Linked DNA regions of Acanthopagrus latus: region 2 is linked to region 1. Evidence: chromatin contacts called from public Hi-C data. All regions are on one chromosome and are shown on one strand. Each heading gives the region's core, a stretch centred on a gene start, on an enhancer-like site or on the middle of the called end of the contact. The rest is flanking DNA. Distances are from core to core; before and after follow the strand shown. Region 1 holds the start of trpm6 (transient receptor potential cation channel subfamily M member 6). Region 2 holds the start of mfsd3 (major facilitator superfamily domain-containing protein 3).

Region 1 (6,767 bases), core at 1,909-4,408:
TGGAAACACCACCGCCTGCTGTAATAAAGATATTGATATAACTGGAGTGTGCATTTGTTTTTAAAGCAAGCAAAGGAAAAGATCAGATTAATTACCTTGATGATGAGGAAAGATGGCGAAACAAAGTACAACTAGTTTCATTCCCATACCAATAATAACTAATGAGATCTGCACCTTTTGATCAAAGTCGACTAATCTCACACATCAGTAGCTCAAGATCCAATGTGTTCTAGACCACGCACACACACACACACACACACACACAGATATTACAACCATTACCTGTATTAATGCCATCAGTGAGTATCCATGCCCCAGTGCTGACGGCAGCAGTCATCAGCCCTTTGCTGAAGGCCTGCTTGACTTTAGGGGGCAGGGTGAAGTTTTCTGAGCCTCCCTGGACAGTCAGCAGCAGCTTGGGTCGCTCCATCTGCCACTCCCTCAGCATCAGTTGGAGCAGCGCCTCCGGCTTTGAATCCACAGCCACACGTACAAACTGGACAGGAAACACATGGGTCTGTTGGGGACTCAGAGACTTTTCTCAGGTGCTGCTAGTCTGGCTGTTTTGTTCCTACTGTTTGAAGAAGATACTGTCTGACATCATAGCAAACCAAATCTTGTTTACACAACCATCAAAAGCCAAATGCCTGTCTTGTTCACTCCTGGGCGAGGATTTATTTTTGGAGTAATCCCTTGCAGAAAACAGGAGTGGAGTTGTAAAAATGTGGTATGCTAATGAAGCAAACAACCATTTTTTCTTTGGCCTGCAGGCACATATCCTGTACAGTTAGCAGACTCACTGACCTTGGCCCGGCAAACACGTGTGGCAGTGTCCTCAAAGTCTACAATCCCATAGGCATTGGTGGGACTGGCTTTGGTGTGGAGCTCTATGGACCAGTCCTCCTCCACGTCCTGTCCAGGACCAGGATAGAGGGATATGGGGGGAGAGGACTCTTGCCAGATGTGCTCCCCAATCAGACGGCCACAACAACATCTGGCCAATGGAAAGATAATGTAACTGAGTGTGGCAGGGGCAGATTATTGTGTTTTGACAGAGACACTATTCACTTACACTATTCACGTTATGACTCTGAGCTAATAAAAAGCAGGTTTTTGTTTGTAAAGCACACACAAAATCAAGGTAGTGTTGTTAGGTATGATTCATTGACACCTGACCTTGCCTCCCCTTTTCCTGTGTCCCACCCTTCCTCTTTACCTCCCTTTGTCCTTGAGTCTGCATCTCTATGTTTCTAAGTTTGGTTGTCTTTTACAGCCTACAAAATCAAAGTCTACACCTCTCATTCATTCATAAATCTTCCTCACTCTTGATACTACTATCTTACACACTGTCTGTTCATACGATAACAACAAAATACAAACACCCTCCAAAATAAATTGCCAACACTGTGTAAAACGTAAATAAAAACAGAAATCAATCATTTGCAAACAAACTGTCTTTTCAACAAGGTTTTACAAAGTCTTCCTGAGCCCATGTAATAATATCCTTTATGCAATAATCGCTTATACACAATCATGAACCTATTATCTGTAACCAATTAACCTGTTAAACTGTGGAATGTTCCAAACTAGGGGTGTCACAATGTTGAGGTATTCTCGAAAACTGTGATATAAAAAAATAAAATATTGATCTTGTGTTAATAATACACATATGATAATATCATCTGAATAATCTAGCCAAGATGTTCAGCCTTGTGCGTCTTTTGTTTAGGAATTTATCTGGTATCCTTTTCGCTAGCAACTGAGCAGTTGATAGTAGTTGTTCTTCTTGCACACTTTTTGTTTTTACAGTTATGGTTACAGATTCTCTCTCCACCACCTGGCACTCTGTTAATGTATTTGCCAAACAAGAGACATAAAACACACAAAAAAATAAAGAAACTGAAGACTGATTAGATTTCCAGCATTTTTGCTTTTTACAAGTTCTACTGATATTGCGATAACAGCATTATAGTGAATTTGAGTGGCCATAATATTAATGTAGTGAAAATCTAAACAGCTACATTTAACAAATGGACTAATTAAACTAGTTTAAAATCCACTACTTTCATTCTGATAAAGCATGTAATCTGCATAGTTAGACTTCATAAACTTGATAACTTAATGATCATATAAATGTAGTGGAGTAAAAGTGAAATATTTGCCTACAAATTGTAGCAAAGTAGAAGTGCAACGAAGCAGAAAATGAACACACAGAACGGTACTTCAGTAAATGTTCTTAAGTTACATTCCATCACTGCAAACTGTGAAGCGTATTGCAATCGTAATGTCTGTCAAAATAACTGTATGAGAAAAAGAAAAGAGAAGCAGAAACAGAGCAAAGACTGTGGGAAAAACTGAGACATAAATCGACACTAGGCTAAAAGAAACACTTCACTGGAATAGGGCGTGGAGTTTAGGAGGGGGAATATATTGAGCTTGAGGATGGCATAAAGACACACAAAAACTCATAAACTGTACCTGATCAAGTTTTGGCACACTTGGCATACTGGAATACATCTGAAAGAAACAGGAAATAACACATTATCAAAGAATCCACATGGTCTCTATTCCTGGAAGTAAGGGCTGAGTGCCAAATAGTTTTGCTCTCAGAAAAATGCAGTTTCCAGCCACTGCTGTTAATATTACAGTGTTCTGACTAAACAAACCCTCCTGTGTTTCTTCTGAGAATCATAAAAACTTGTGCGTTACGCTAGCTTGGAAGCTCATCAATGCAATCAGCTTCCAGTTTACCTGTGCAGGTCCCGAGAGGAGGGGATGAACTTCACACACTCTCTCTTGAAGAAGGTTTCCTCAATCCAAGACTTTCGTGACTGGAATACGAAGAGAAATTATTTGGTTTCAGTCTACAAATCCTTGAGTAGATACTCACTATATTCTCAACTGTGTTGTCAATCTCATCCTCAAGCCAGAAAACACACTATTCCAGAAATGTTGTGATCAGTGACCTTCTCAGTGAAGCTCATCGCAGTGCCGGCAGCAGCCTCACAGGGAATGAACTGTGGGTCCCTCCCCGTCACAGAAACCTGAGCCGCACTCTTAAAAACACCGACTGGATGTGCGATATGGCCTCTTATTCAACTTCACAGCCGTCTTTTTTTACTGCTTCCCTTGCTCTTTCAAGGTCTGTCCTGCTCCTGTGCTCTGCTCACTAGACATATCTAACAATGGCCTCACTGAGGAGAGTATTGTTGGTGGGAAACATAGTCACATACATCCCCTTCCTGAGATTAGTACAAATGGCTGGTTGCCGGTGTGCCTCCTCCCTGCGACAGACTGTGTAAACACTAAACAGCGCTATGAAGTGTAACTGATGTAGCTCACAGTGGTTATCATAGCAATTATATTTCTCTACAGACAATAAAGGTTACTGGTTTACCATGTGCAGCAGGCAGCATTAATCTTAGACTTGCCACATGACTAAAAATTAAACAACTAAAGCATTACTTTAAGCAGAGGTGGGAACTCTAAGGGTCCTTGAGGGGGTTCCAGGGGTCCCCCCCCCCCAAAAAAAAATAAGAATAATTAACTGTATTATCACTTTCACTAATTCTATCCATTAGTAACACAATGACAGAAAATGTGACTATTTCGGTGATAGGTTTCATACACTATAATAAAACATCTATGGACAAATTCTCAACAAATGGGGTCCTTGGCAAGAAAAGGTTTGAGAGCCACTGTTTTAAAGATCCTGTGCTCTAAATGGGAATTTAAACTTGACCAACATATCAGGCAGCTGATTTTAGTGATCAATAGTGGCCTATTGAAGTATATCTGTATCACTGTACATGTTGCCCTGCATTCATCTATTTAAAAACATTTTTTTACAGAACATAATGCCAAAAAAAGAGGCTTGTAATTCTAAGTGAAGATTACTGTTTTAGTTCACTGATGTCACATTTCACAATAAAGGTTGTTGTTAAAATGTACAATATCCTGCCTCCACTGATCACTTATCTTTTTTGCAGCGTCATTAATTTAATATATAGAGATATTACAAATACATTACAAATGGGCTCTAATCTACACACATATTCCTATATCTTATTAGTTTCCCACTTTATTTCATAATTAAAGAGGTTGTTGTAAAACGTGTAAGCTTTACAACAGACGTTTTTGATGACTTGATTTTTTTTTTTTTTTTTTTTTTAAGCATGACAGCATACCACCAGATGAGAGTTGAATATCTAGTGTCAACACGTATTGTCTCCCTCTGAAAAGTTGTGGAGTTTAAGTATAAAGATGCACAAAACGCTTATGAAGCAGGTTAAGAGTAGTGACCAACCTGTGAAGTGAGTAACATGACTAGTTATGTCTAATAAACAGGACGCAGTCAAAAGTAAAAGGTCATTTCTCTCAGGAGGACGCTGGACACGGAGCAGAGTGAAGTCGTTTCACTCACCTTGCAGTTGTTACATGACATGCAGCTAGCTGAATTACCTGCTCGTTAGTGAAATCATATCGAAACTTAGCTAACATTAGCCATTCGCTAACGACAGCTACTAAGTAGTGCTGAATAAATAGCTGAGCTATTTCTATACACCCGCTGGCAACAAGCTGGCCTCGTCAGTAAACTTCACAATAAGTTTAGAACGTATTTTTAAGTACTTGTTGTAACGTCACATAACTTACCATGTCTCCACACCTTTAGAGTTAAAGCCGTGTAACTTGTGACGATATGAGCCCACATGTATCCCACCACTTCATCATCAGTTGTTCCCCTGACCAGGACTGACTGCCCTTTTATCAGCCGCGGGTCCAAAGGGCAGAGCAGAGTTTCTCCGAGAAGCCTTTATGAGTTCATGACCCCCTTCTTCCAGGAGGACACACTCAGCTGCTGGGCTGTCAGCACATAGTGAGAGAGGAAGCGTGATCGAGCCCCTCGCCCTGTTCTGAGTAAACAGGCAGGAAGGTGTGGGAAGGGTTAAGAGGTGCAAGGAGGATGATGGAAACTGATTTGCATTTGATTCCGTTTTCTCAGCCACCTTTCTAGTACACACTGAGACAGCTGATTACAGGGTCAGTACCTGGAAAGAGCAGAGCCTGTGTGGTGCTGAGCTCTTCTCATCAACAGCTGGACCACATCCAGTGAGGATGCTCCATCAGGACAGTGGAGGAGTTGTTTTATAGAATAAATCAGTTGGAATGGGTGTTGCCATAATACCCCTTCCATTTACTTTATTGTGCGGTTAAATCTGTATTTAATGTCATGTTATTTGCCACCATAATTCTATCTTTAACTTTATATTAGGGTTGAGATTTCCACTTCAGAAACCAATAGGATATTACAGATATTACCAGATAACATGTCCCTTATCAGAAAGAATACAGAAGTTTCAGGAGTCTTCGATTTATTTCACAAAATATGTCCAGATATGGAGCTTGACACAAATTTGAAAATGTTTTTTTAAGAACAAGAACATGGTAGAATTAAATACCATCAACATTGTCAATGTTTTATACTCATTATACCTTGAAACCGACACACCAGTGCAACCTTGCTTTAGATCTTAAAGCTTTTTGTTATAGAACTTATATTTCATTTTAGGATGAGCTTCAGGTTCTTTTTTTTCCTGTTTGCAAATGACAGATGTACAACAAAATCATTTTGATAAAATACTATCGTGGCTCCTCAGGAAGCTGCATGAAATCTGACAAATTTCCTCCAGTGATGTCACTCAGTGGTTGTTAAGTTGCATTGTGGGTCGTGCAGGTGGCACATTTCGAAAAGGAAGAAGAGTGCATGAAATGCAAAAGGGGATAATTCTTGGTCTGTTGATAGTGATAATATGTGTTTGTTTTTTGTTTTTTTAAATCTTTTTTTTTCCCCTTTCCCACAACATGCAAATCTCAGTCACACATACTCCAAAAGTGATAGTAATGCCAAAAATCACACTCAGAAAGATATTAAACATTTTTTAATAGAAACTGTGGTGTACAGACTCGACTTTTCACACCTAATCTCTGTAAGGTTATATAAAGTTTGCAAGGTAAGGACTGTGCACAAAAACAAAAAGACACTAGTCACGGTTGAACACCACACTATCTGAAATGCTTCTCACACAAAGCTGTTTTCAACTTTAAATGAAAATATGTAGAATTTGCAGAAGGAACACTTCACTGAGCTTTAAAAAAATGTTTTGGTCCTCACTGTAAGAACAGGGTTGTTGCAGTGCAAATCTCACTGCTGTTTCATAACAAGTCACTGACATCTTCCAGCAGCAGGAGGCTCACTCACTACAGCCTGATTCACTCTGGGCAACCATAGCAGTCTGCAACATCAGGTTAATCTCACCTGGATGCATTTCAAGCAACTTCATGTGCTTTTGACGTGTCTGTCTGCTGAACAGCCTCTCATTTTCATCCTCATGTTTGTCTGCAGGTGTCAGAACAGAATCAAACTTCAGGTTTCCATGGCATCAGAAGAAGAGACTTTGCCTTTTGGCGTGTCTTTTGTTTGAGAATGGTCACAGGCATCTTCTAGCAGTGAAAGGTCGAGTTCAGGTAAGGGAACCCTCCAGTACTGGAAGGAGTTGTAGGTGCAGTCTTCGGTGTTGGTGTCTTCCTCAGCCTGAGAGTGATGAAAAAGAGAGAGGGACTGAGGTCACAAGAAAAACTGTCCAATGCAACAAACAGTAATATTTTAGACTGGGTATAAATGGTAGCCCTTATCTGGGCTGGATAATCAACCCATTATCAGATCCAATATTCTGCATGTTTCTGATTATCCGAATCTTTGGGGGTAT
Region 2 (6,767 bases), core at 1,797-4,296, 160 kb before region 1:
GTCTTCATATTTGGGCATGTACCAGGGCAAATGCACAGTACAAACTCAACATGCTGAACATCCCCTCACATTTTAAAGCTGCTGCAAGAAACATGTAGAATAACCATAATTATAATTCAGAAATAGCCAATCCTCTCGCTTATGGTTTCATTTGCTTATGTTGGACATACAGAGACATCAGTATAACGTTGAGACTCTTTAATCTACTTTTAAATGTTTCTTGCAAATGTTGATAAATCATTGTACACTGTACATGTGAACATGATGTGATTGAAATTCTAAGACTGATAAAAGACCAATAATTCTTACATAATATACACATCATATCATATAATTTATGGTACAGAAATATAAACGAGGACTGCTCTAAAACAGAAAAAAGATTAATGACACCATGCTTTATGTCCTGTTTGAGTGTACACTAGAGAAGAACAGGATAGCAAAGATCTCAATGATGAAACTCTTCATTATCATCGCATCATTCGATGTTCATCTCTATTTCAGCACTGTGAAGTTTTTAATGTCCTCTTCCTCGCAGGCCGGCAGGACTGAAGGAGTTTGCGAGCAGCTGATTGACAGCGATGCCAGGGCTCTGTATGAGGCCGGCGAGGGCAGGAAGGGCAAAGACTGCTCTGTCTTCATTGAGATCCTCAGCACCAGGAGCGCTCCTCATCTCCGGAAAGGTAACGTGGCTCATTGGCTCTTTCAGTGAAATCTGTTGATTTATGTCAAATACATTTCTTGTTCCTGTCAGCTCTGACATTCTACTTCTCCTCCTTTAGTATTTGAGAGGTACTCAAAGTACAGCAAAGTGGACGTGGCCAAAGCGATCGACCTGGAGATGAAGGGAGATATTGAGAGCCTCCTCACAGCAGTAGGTAAAGGCACAATCTTTGACTCTAACTTCGTCACCTCAGCTTCCATCTGTTGATTTATTCCCAGATTTAAACTTGAACTTTTTTTTTTTAATAACCACAGTGAAGTGTGCTGGAAGCAGGCCTGCGTACTTCGCTGAGAGGCTCTACTTGTCCATGAAGGTATAGTCTAGTCTAGTCCACTACTCACAAAATGTATCAAAAATTGTGTCTGCTTCCCAACACTTTACCTTTTCCTCTTTTCTGCCCATCAGGGTAAAAGTCCCCGCAAAAATGTTCTGACCCGCATCATGGTGTCCCGCTCTGAAATCGACATGAAACGGATCAGGGATGAGTACAAGAAAACCTACGGCAAAACACTCCACCAGGAAATTCTGGTGAGCAAACGTCTGACCACTGAGAATGACAAAAAAAATCCGTCCCACAGTCTGAATTGCTCCGTTCTTTGTGGTATTAATATTATGTCAATTATTTCCTTCAGGATGACACTAAAGGAGACTATGAGAAGATTCTGCTCGCTCTCTGTGGGGAAAACTAAGAGCCAATCAGTGGGATCAAGGCTTGTATAACTGAAGATCCAGCAGCAAGTCCAGCTGTGGAAAATCAACAATTATCTATTGACACATATTGTGCCCTGTGCTTTCGTGGAGAAGGGACGAGACTGTCTCTGTGACTGTCATCGAGTTTTGGAAAAAATTAGAGCAATTAGCAAAAAATACATAAGCACTGCTTCTACAGATAGATGAAAGTTATTCCTTTTCATTCCAGCACTTGTATTCCAGCATAGATCTGACAGCAGTATGCCAGCTGTCCATTAAGCTTCGCCCTCATTAGATTCTTGTATCTGGTGCTCGAAGAGAGGCTGATGTCATTGATCACAGTGCAGCTGCTGACAGATGTATACAGGTCAACACGTGAGAAATTATATTTAGTGGCAGCAGAAGGCCTACCATTGAAGGAGCTCGGACATCTTGCAAATAAAAGCTTTTTATATGAACTCGTCTATGAGTTTTCTCGGTTTCTTTGCACTTGTACACATCAGACAGACACAAACTAATTGGCTGTGAGATTTGTTCTCAAATATTTAAGCACTAATGATGTGCATACTGACAATTAAATACAAAAAACACATAAAAAAAAAACCATCACGAGTCACAGGCAACTGCATATTTTGTCTGAAAATCAACTGAAAATCCATAATCTACAAATGATAATTTAACACAAATAACATACTCTGTGCAAACACCAGCAAAGGATGAATAAATGAGCAATGAATTGCACAGAATGGATGATCAACAGTGGTGGAATGCAACTACTCAAGTATGGTATATGAGTACAAATATGAGGTACTTGTACTTTACTTGAGTATTTTATTCTTGCTACTTTTTTTTTTTACTTGTACATCACTATACTTAAGACTAAAATGTTGTATTCCACTTTACTCCACTTGATTTATCTAGCAGCTGTAGTTCCCAGTTATTTGAGAAATGAAGATATTTGCATATAAAACACATAAAGTGCTTAAAAGACATGATGCTTCTTTGTTAAACTATCAGTTGAGTTCTCATTAACATGTCCACTCTGGGCTCTAGGACATCTTAGCGGCATTTCTCCCTGTTTTCAGAATATTTACACAGCAATTTTCAATGAATCAATCAGATTATGGGTTAAGAAAATAATCATTAGCTGCAGTTCTATACAAAATACTTCAAAATTAGCCCCACCTCAACCAACTATACCTGTAGAGTACTGCTATTAGGTTAATGCATGAGTAATAATAACCAAGTAATACAATATATGATAGTATTAACACTAACACTAGTCTTTTTTTTCTGCAGGGTACTTTTACTGCCTACTTTTAAATGCTATTATACTTACATACTTTATGTAGAGTTTTTTTTCTTTTCTTTTTTTTTTTTTTTTTTACAGTTTTGTGTACTCTCACTTAATTAAAGGATATAGGCCTAAACTAGTACAGCAATTGTATGTGCTGGGGTTTAGGGTTGCCAGGTTGGGTAATAAATTGGGTAATGAATTGTTATGTATTACATATGAAGTACTATGTAATGTATAAAGATCATAGATCGACAGAAAGCGTGTTTGGGTTATACATTACAAATATAAAACAAACACGACCCCTTCTGTGTTTCCCATCCGCAAAAGGGGGATCGCTGTCCCCAAATCTGGCAACCTCTTAGCTCATGCAGACCACAACTATAAACAAGCGGTGCAGCTTCTCCGGTGTGCTAACGCTAAGCTAACCAACTTTCTTTCCCAGTATGCCTCAAGATTTATCTCATTACAGATACGGAACTATATTTCTCATTGGAACAAACCCCTAAATAATACTGACACGTTGTATTAATGTGTTTTATAGCTGTTCGTTCACTTAGCTTAACATGACAGCAAGCTAGCAGGCTAACTGTAGCTAGTCAGCCAGTTTGACAGCAAACTTAGCTAACTGTTAACTGTTACAGCTGTCAGCGAAATGTCAGCGGCTCAAAGTCACATTTGTGTTTTTATTTACACTCAATGATAAAACACGTGTATATACAACATGTTTGTGTACATGTAAGTGATTTGACTTTGAGAAGCTAACCATAGCCAGGTAACGTTACTGATAACTGAGCTGGGCAGAGAAGCAGTTAAACAGCAGCAGAGACACATCCTTTTAAGGCTGCCTGCAGGAGCGCTGACTGTCTTCAGTCATCTCAGCATTATCATTGCACTAACGCAGATAAAACTGAACCTCACACCCTCTCTTCTCTTTTCCTTTCAGGTCAGTGGGTTCAAGTAGGTCAGCCTCTCCATTAGAAGTCATCTCCAACAGCCAGAATTGAAGACAGTGACCTGACCAATGGACCACAGCAGTGTCAGCTCAGAAAACAAGAGGATCCCTTTCTGTGTAGATCATGAATGACAAACTAGTCTTCTTGGGCCTGCTTTACTTTGTCCAGGGCATTCCCTATGGTCTCCAATCTTCCCTGCTTCCCGTCTACCTGCGTGGAGCTGGTCATTCCCTCACCCGTATTGGATTCACCAAGATCCTCTACTTCCCCTGGGTCCTCAAAGTGCTCTGGGCCCCTTTAGTGGACCGGGTGGGCACCAAGCGTCGCTGGCTGGTGGCGACAGTCTCTGGTCTGGCTCTGACATGCCTCTCCAGTGCTGCCTTGGCCCCAGAAGCACATATCTGGGGAGTGGCAGGGACCCTGTTAGCCATGAACAGTTTGGCCTCAGTACAGGATATAGCAGTCGACGGGGCCGCCGTGGGGTTGTTGAAAGGTCGCGGGGAGCTGGGGCTGGGCAACACAGCCCAAGTCGTGGGCTATAAAGCTGGATCGGTGTTTGCCGGTGGTGGGCTGCTGGCCGTGATCGACGTGGCTGGTTGGAGCTGGATGTTCATGTTGCTGACGTTTGTGTATGCAGGCGTGGCCCTGTTTGTGTGGGGGGCCCCTGTGCTGGATGACGAGACTGTGAGGGGCCAGCAGGCTGATGGCAGCAGGAGAGGAGGGCAGGGAGCAGACGCTATGAGGCCATGGAGGGTGTGGAGAAAGCTGCTGGCAGTGCCCGGCACCCCTTGGACGGTTCTGTATGTGCTGACATACAAACTAGGTGAGTTTGATTAACAAAAAAAAACTTGTACTGTAATAAATAGACTTCTAAATAAGCCCCAGTTCATTTTTGGTTTTACATCTTTATTAATACTGATAGTATGTATGAATCTTTCCTAACGAAACTATACTTTTATATATTTTAGGGTTAAATCTAATGATCGTTTTCGTCATTGATTTGTCAATTATATACTTTTTAAATTGTTTAATCTGGGGTTGCCCAATGAATCGCAATGTAACCAAATCGCAAGAATCTTACATTTATATTAAACGTTAAAATTGTGACAAAACAGTATCATAATGAAGTACCGTTGTCCTGCAGATATGTTCTGCTGTTGTTCTCCAGTTGTAAGAAAACATGTTTGATACAGATTGACCTCAACAAATGTCACATCATCATGATTTTTATAGGGCTCTCAGTGAAAATGAAATTCTACTAATCATGATTCACAAAATCTGTCAAAATAACTGCAATATGATTTTTTTTACTATATCATACAGGCCTGATTTAAAGTATAAATGTTACCAAAAAAGGCCAGAGCAAATCTCAAACAGACGACTTTAAATGTCTTGTTTTGTCAGAACAGGAGTGAAACACTTACTAGAGAAACAAGCATCAAATCATCACATTGGAGAGGGTGGCACCAGAAAATGGTCTTTGATTGATAAATGACTAAAAACAATAAATCATTTTTGAGCTGCAACAAATAATCAATGATTTGGCAACTATTAATGTAAATATAAACTACTTCAAAAATCTATTTGATGATTTACAAAAGTCAAAATTATTTTATTGTAGCTTCTTAAAAGGGAATATTTTCTGGTTTCTTCTTTCCTCACCTATGACAATAGACAGAGCATTTTTCAGGTGTGGACAGAACAACACATTTGGGGATGTATGCCTGGCTATTTTATAAACTAAACAATTAACTGATTTATCAAGAAAATAATTGGCAGATTAACCAACGATAATGTTTAATGCAATTTCAGCCCCAGTTGTTTGATCTACAAATGTACACTAGTAAAGGAAGATGAGAAAGAAAAGCACAGGAAAAAAATGGTAATAGCAGCACTCCCAGCCCAATTTTTCAGCATATCAGACAAAAAATGTGTCCCCAAAGCAATAAAAACTTATAATCCCTGAAATTATCCCACAGAGAACCATGTTTTAGTTGTATTTCTTCCTTCAAGAATGTCCCACAACTCACCACTAGATGTCTCTGTTGATGTATCCATGAGGACTGAATCAGTGTACAGAGGAAGTTGGGAAGTTATCATTGCCAGATAGTTTATTGTGTCTCACAGGTCCTGTGTGTGCATTTGAAAATATGGGCCCTGCTGAGACAAAGCAGTCATTTTTAATGCCACAGTTACAAAAGTATAAACCTAAGGCAGCTGAACGAGAAGACAATGTTAGTTTGAGTGCATGTTGAGCCCTTGCAGTCAGTTTTGCGTGTGAACCAGTTAGTTCCAATAGAAAACTAAAATTTGAAAGTAGTTTTGGATCAGTCAAGCTGGTGTGTGTGGGAGAGAGAGTTGATATGACCAGAGTTTGGTGTTTGGTAGCAGAAGGGGATTATGTAAGGATTAGAGTGTCTTTGTGTCTGTTGCGTTCAGAAACTGAAATGGAAGTCGGCGCATCATGCTGATGTGTGAGTGTTTATATGTGCGTGTGTATGTGGGTGGTGGGAATGTAATTGTCTCCACACATTTGCATACAAGTCTTTACTTGTGTATGTGCTAGTAAACCTGTTCCTTTGTTTTAAATTGTGTGTGTCCATATGTGTGTGTGTTTGTGTGTGTGTGTGTGTGTTTTTGAGCGAGTGTTAAGGGTGGCTCAGTAATCGGATGAGCCCCAGCAGACGACACAACTAGACAAAATATGAAGGCTGGCTGGACCCCTTAATCTGTCTAGCGAGAAACCCCCTGCCCCCCCACCCCCAAACACTCTCTCTGTTGTGCACACACACTCACTATCGGCTGATGATCATGATTCAGTGTTGAGATCGAGCTCCGTCTTGTCACTTGTTAGTATTTCCTGTTGTAGTACTCAATATACTAAATATTTCCCACCTTTACGGTAAAAAAAACAGGATTGTGTAATGTTTTAGATTAGGCCTGGATGTGCCAGCATAATTGCCTATTTAGACAGTATTGTTTTTGTTCAAGGGGTGTGTGGGTATGTTTGTGTGAGACTGGTGATCTGCCTGTCTGAACCCCCCCCCGCGTGACACCAACACACACATAGACAAGCACAGACCCCGTTCCCTCATCTATCCCT

Evidence for each region. Hi-C and Micro-C count contacts between places; a contact is called where the count stands out from the background.
Region 2: a Hi-C map of muscle shows a contact between it and region 1, with 3 times the contacts expected there. The contact joins the promoter of mfsd3 here to the promoter of trpm6 in region 1. A contact is called at or near these places in 3 of 4 Hi-C or Micro-C datasets (liver and muscle).

What each region holds. Positions count from the first base shown.
Region 1 is chr5:6,113,198-6,119,964 of fAcaLat1.1, reverse strand. trpm6 (transient receptor potential cation channel subfamily M member 6) reads right to left here and starts at 3,158. Exons shown (of 41, transcript XM_037097631.1): 1 at 2,967-3,158; 2 at 2,752-2,831; 3 at 2,479-2,517; 4 at 805-994; 5 at 283-496. The coding sequence starts at 2,984. wu:fa19b12 reads right to left here. Exons shown (of 5, transcript XM_037099433.1): 5 at 5,923-6,592. The coding sequence ends at 6,425.
Region 2 is chr5:6,272,735-6,279,501 of fAcaLat1.1, reverse strand. It overlaps mfsd3 (major facilitator superfamily domain-containing protein 3), which reads left to right and starts at 3,046. Exons shown (of 6, transcript XM_037098688.1): 1 at 3,046-3,116; 2 at 3,655-4,487. The coding sequence starts at 3,788. anxa1a (annexin A1a) reads left to right here. Exons shown (of 12, transcript XM_037099302.1): 8 at 539-683; 9 at 783-878; 10 at 979-1,037; 11 at 1,130-1,252; 12 at 1,357-1,876. The coding sequence ends at 1,413.